Regions from separate parts of the Mus musculus genome. Here region 1 is linked to region 2. Evidence: chromatin contacts called from public promoter capture Hi-C data. All regions are on one chromosome and are shown on one strand. The core of a region is the stretch at or near the end of the contact, and the rest is flanking DNA. Distances in the headings are between cores, read along the strand shown.

Evidence for each region. Promoter capture Hi-C pulls out the DNA fragments that hold promoters and counts their contacts.
Region 1: a promoter capture Hi-C map of macrophages shows a contact between it and region 2, with 10 read pairs. The contact joins the promoter of Lrrfip2 here to the promoter of Ccrl2 in region 2. A contact is called at or near these places in 2 of 39 promoter capture datasets (erythroid cells and macrophages), 2 of 115 datasets of contacts at active chromatin or transcription factors (effector CD8 T cells and memory CD8 T cells) and 4 of 9 other capture datasets (adipose tissue, bone marrow-derived macrophages, liver and 1 more).

The regions. Positions count from the first base shown.
Region 1 is chr9:111,116,708-111,119,407 of GRCm38.p6, reverse strand. It overlaps Lrrfip2 (leucine rich repeat (in FLII) interacting protein 2), which reads right to left and starts at 1,284. Exons shown (of 15, transcript NM_001374664.1): 1 at 1,019-1,284.
Region 2 is chr9:111,056,202-111,058,901 of GRCm38.p6, reverse strand. It overlaps Ccrl2 (chemokine (C-C motif) receptor-like 2), which reads left to right and starts at 1,384. Exons shown (of 3, transcript NM_001302376.1): 1 at 1,384-1,521; 2 at 2,020-2,136; 3 at 2,463-2,700. The coding sequence starts at 2,474.

The DNA.
Region 1 (2,700 bases), core at 35-2,534, 61 kb before region 2:
GAAGATCCCGATCTACGAGTCAGAGTGTGACCTCACTTCCGACGTGAATCACACTTTCCGAAGTTCTTACTCGGCATGAGTGTATTAAATACGAGGTCATAGGATCCCTGTAGTTGTTAAACAGAGCATGATGTTGGTTAATCGGGGCTAACTCTGCAAGACATTGAAGCTACGGTAAACTTGGCCAACTAACTCTTACTGCAACACACATTCTTCAGCAATTGCAGCTTTTCACACCTACTGGGGAGAAAAAGTCCAACACTGATTAAGAATGTATCTGTCGATACCCTGACTGCACCTCTTCTCGCTGCGATAACACAACACGAATAGCAGTCACTGTTATCCTTACAGAGTTTTCAGTCAATCAAGCTACTGTAGAAAAACCGTGGCAAAAATGCTGAGTCACTAAATGGGAAAAGCAAAAGGGGCTACAAATACTGAAAGTTTGGGATACCCTTTAGCCACGTTTCTACGTTATATTTGTATGTCTCGAGGTGGGGAACATAATACACAAAGCAAACGCTTGAACTTTTCTCCTCTGGGTTCTCTTATGTCCCTTGCTTCCTGCTGGATATCCACAGCAAAGGGAAACCAGGCCTGACTGGAGCTATGAAACTCCACAATGTGGGTGTAAATAACGCCCGCTGTTAGTCAAGCATTAACCCTGACCGTCCTGCCCTGAGCCTGGTAAGCCCGCGCGCTTCAGTTCAGATCAAGAAGGAAGCAGGAGAGGGGGGAATCTCACTCAAAAAGCTACGCCCTCCACCGGCCTGACACCGTTCCCGGGGCGGCCCCTCCCGGGACAGACTGAGGACAGAGTCTGCGGGAGTGTGGCGCCGGGAGCAACGGGAGCTGGAGCACCCAGCTGTCCCAAGTGATGCCCGGTCCAAGGGGCGTAACCCCTTCTTCCCCCGCGGGGGGCGGGCGAAGCGGGAGCAGGGGACCCGCCGGGCGACCCCAGCCCGGAGCCGCCACTGGGCAGCGCCTGGAGACAGCCGGGTCCGCCGCCTGCCCTTACCTGCGTGTGGCGCGGGATGAGGCTGCGGCGCCGCCCGGAAGGGCCGGAGCGGCCGCCCGGGAGCCGGGAGAGGAGAGCGCCGGCCACACTCTGCACCCCCCCGCACCGTCCACCCCGCGGGCCGCAGGGAGACAAAAAGAAGGGCTCCTCGCGCCGCGGCCGGTCGTGGAGTCACACTGAGCGCGCCCTTCGCCCCGCGGCCGACACAGCGAACGCGACCCGGGACGAGCCGCAGCCCGAGCAGCGGCTGCAGCTGCGGCGGTGGCGGGGCAGAGGGGCGGGGCCACCGGCCGGCGACCCGCTCACCCGGAAGTACTTGTGGCAGGCGGCGGGGTAGCGGACGCGCGCGGCTCGGAGGCTACTGGCTGGACCGCGGAGCGCAGGGCTCGCGGGTGACGGGGAGGGAGACACGCTCGACACGCACTGGCTCAAGCCGGGCCTGGTCCCGAGCGTTGGTATCTGAGCGTTTCGTAACCGTACTTAGCCAGGTGGCCTCAAAGCGGTCTGGTGGGAGGTTTTGGGTGAGTGAGGCACCTGGCGCGCAGTCTGTGGGAAAGGATGTGGAGGGTGGGTGTGGCTGAACGAAATGAAAATACCTGTTTTTAAAGAGATTTCCACCTGAGGCTGTAGCGCAGGTAATAGGGTGCTTACTTAGCATATCTGTAACCTTGGGTGCCATTCCCAGCATAAAATCAGGTATGATGCTATACACCTGTTGTCCCGGGTACCCTGGAACCTGTGGCAGGGCAAAGGAGTTTGAATTATCACAGTGAGACCTGTACACATCACACACACGCGCGCACACACACAAACACACAGACCCAAATCGTAGGCATGTTCTTCAATCCCAAAAGTATCTGGGGAAGGCCCTCACGTTCAAAGTTCCAGGCACCGGAAGCCCTGATCATGCTCTCGGGGAAACTTGCCTTCTAATTGAGTAGATGAACTTGATCAGATAAACAAGGTAATGACAGATTGTCGTGAACTCAGCGGCAAGCAATGATGAGAACATTTTGAGGGTGAGGCCTCTGGCTGGAGAAGATGGTGAGAGAAGACCTCTGGCAGGAAGTGATAGCCGAGCAGGTATCTGGGGGAAAGGGCACAAAATGGTCTTAGGCACGACCTCCCATCTGCAAAAACTGCAGATTTCAGAAGCCCACGAATAAGCCCACGGATGACATGTTTGGATTTTGTCTGATGGCTTCTAAAAGGACTTTCAGAGCTGCCCGTATCCACTGAGATATCAAAGGCTTGATTAACCTTTCATGTTCACGGGGCTGCCACTGTGGGATCAATCAATCCTGGAGGTTCAGCACACAGAGAAAAGTGTGCTGAGAGAAACTGTGTGTCTGTCTGTCTGTCTACAATTGGCTCACAGACAGCAACTTTGGGTGGTATTTCCCTGGAGTCATGCTCCTTGGTTTTTTAAAGACATTATTAAATCTCACATAGACCTGGAATTTACCAGGTCGGCAAAGCTAGCAGCCACTCCAGTGCTGGGGTCACAGGCAAGCGCCACCACACCTAGCTCTCTTTCATTGTAAAAATAGGCGTTAACACTAGTGTTGTGAAGCAGCTTTAGAAGTTCGCTGTTACTTCTCCTTCATATTTTGCCACCTATTTGGCAACTGAAAACAAAAACGACTCCTCTTGTTGAAAGAGTCTATAATAAACGATTCGAA
Region 2 (2,700 bases), core at 135-2,634:
TGCATATGTGTGCACATGTATATATGTGTGTGCATGTGTGTGAGTATATATGTGTGTGTCTCAGAGAGAGAGGGAGAGAGAGAGAGAGAGAGAGAGAGAGAGAGACTGATAAGATGAGAAAGGAGGCCATGATGGGGGAGGAAGGGATCTTAGGCAAAGAACAAGAGAAAAGTTATGATGGGATACATGTGACATGAAAGCAGAAGGAGAAACAGTCATGGGGTAGAAAGATGACCAACAAGAAGGGGCAGGGAAAGGGTTAGGGATGAATAAGAACAACGAATAGTGGCACATATGCATGAATATGCCATAATGAAATACTTTCTTTTGTATGCTAATTTGGAAAAAAAATAATCCTATGGCCTGAATGTGGACAGGCAAATGCTGGGAATCAGACCAAAATCAAGCAATACTGGAAGTTAGGGCCACACGACGAGAGAAGTCGGAGCGATCTTGAATTTACAGACCTGTCCTTTTCCTGGAGAGATTTTAGTTTACCATCAGGGTGTAACACAAAGCACAGAAAGCATATAGGGGACCGACTACCACCTCCACCCCTTACGCATCTAATGAGCACTGTGAATGCTTGTGAGTCTGCCTCCTGTCTAGGACTGAACTATGAACCACTTCCCTTACTCACAGGCCAGGTGTCATGGTGTGGCTCCGGGACATCTAGCTGCAGAAGGGAGAGATCTCAGGAGGCTGACAGCTCAGGGGACCCTGGACTGTAGCCATGTCCACGGGTAGACAGGGCATCCTGGGACCTGGAGATTCCCACTCATGCATAGATACCCCCTACTGGGGGAGGAGAGACCTTATTAGGAAGTGCCTCCGTTCTGGGTTCTCCCTGCTCCAGGGTGAGTTTCATTTTCTGTCCTAGCTTCCAGGATGCTCGGGGCTTAATGTTCACTCATGTTTATCTGGGCTCTTTTCTTTCTGTTTTCTTATTGGTCTCTTCATTACCTATTTCTGTTTTTATAGTTACACTTTCCGTTTCACATGCTGATAATGCAAAGGATGTGCCTAAATCACAGACATCACCTAGTCCCCAGATTAGGTCAGCCATAGCTACACAGAGTCGTGGGCCTGAGGGCAGTTTACACATGCTTCCCGCCCCTCCCCCCCAACTCTTTGAAGTTCTTCTTCTTCTTCTTGAAATACCCATCTTTAACCAGCATCCTTCTCCTCCCGCCCACTCCCTTCCACTCCAAGACCAGGCAACTGTCCAATTCCTTTCTTCATCCCCATTCTCCATTGGAAACCAAGTCTCCCCTCCTCACAGTCCACCTGACCGTGTCCCACACGTCCTCACACAGGACTTTCCCCCGGGGCTTCCCCTGAGCGGGGTCAGCTACATCAAGTGTCCCAGCATCAACTGCTTCCTTCCAGCTGCTTGCAACACTCTTTGCTTTCTGACGTAGGAATGCTCACACCAGACTTGCATTTAGCAGCGCTCCTTTTCTGTCCAGCTCTGTCCCCAACCTCCTTCCCGACTGATACCACTTGCTTCCATGTTCTCTGGTGAGTATGGACACGTTTGTACTCTGGAAACTGTTATCTACTCAGGGAACTTATGTCAGAAGCCAGGGGGTGGGGTGGTGCGTCTCGGCTTCTGACATCACACTCTGATTATCACTGGAAGCAGGCGTGGGTTAGTGTCCTTATCCGAGGCAGCCTGGAGGACAGCTGGCTAAGAGGTACAGAGAAGTCAAACTTGGGATACCGGGAGAGGGAGAGATGAAAACAACTTCTCAATTTCTCTGCGGCTGACAGAAGCTCCTGAGAGAGGCTTTCAGAACTTGATTCCAGCTGGCCCGTGAAAGCTGTGTCTGGACGGGAGAGCCTCAGAGGAATAAACAGTGCCTTCTCTGGCTTCTCCGGGTCATGACCAGTCTGTTCAGAAGGAAGTGGTGTTTCTCTGACCCCACTGTTCCCACAGCCCCCTGGATGGTAGATCATGGGGCTGCACCCTTCCCCACCCTTGGGAACTCAGTCAAACGGTTATCTTTATCTCGCCAGCTTGTCCTCGTGCTTGACCAGCGCAGTTTCACTTTTGCAAACATCTGTTTATATCCCTTGAGAGAAAAAATATCAAGCAACCTGCCTCAAACGACGCTGTTTTGTCCGGTGAGCAAGGTAAGAAACTGTTTTAAACATCTGGGAAGTAGGCGGGCACCAACTTCTGAAGCTTAAGCCAGTCTCTGGTTGTTTTTAACTCTTTGTTTTCTTAGATCCTATCTCCCACGTAGAGTCTCGTTTCAACCAAAGAACTTAAGTGGCTTTAACGTCCCTGACTCTTTCTGTACCAGGCAGTTTCTGTCACATTAGCAGCGTGGTCCCTGGGTGCTTAATGAGGAGATTTGAGTACGGCCGCCCACGCTGGGGTGGGGGGTGGGGGCATAGTTACTTTCAGTCTTTGGCTGTCGGATGGAGGGGAATCATGACCTCTGGTTTCCCCACAGGACAGCCTCCGATGGATAACTACACAGTGGCCCCGGACGATGAATATGATGTCCTAATCTTAGACGACTACCTGGACAACAGTGGGCCGGACCAAGTTCCGGCCCCCGAGTTCCTCTCCCCCCAGCAGGTGCTGCAGTTCTGCTGCGCGGTGTTTGCGGTGGGTCTCTTGGACAACGTGCTGGCGGTGTTTATCTTGGTGAAATACAAAGGACTCAAGAATCTGGGGAACATCTACTT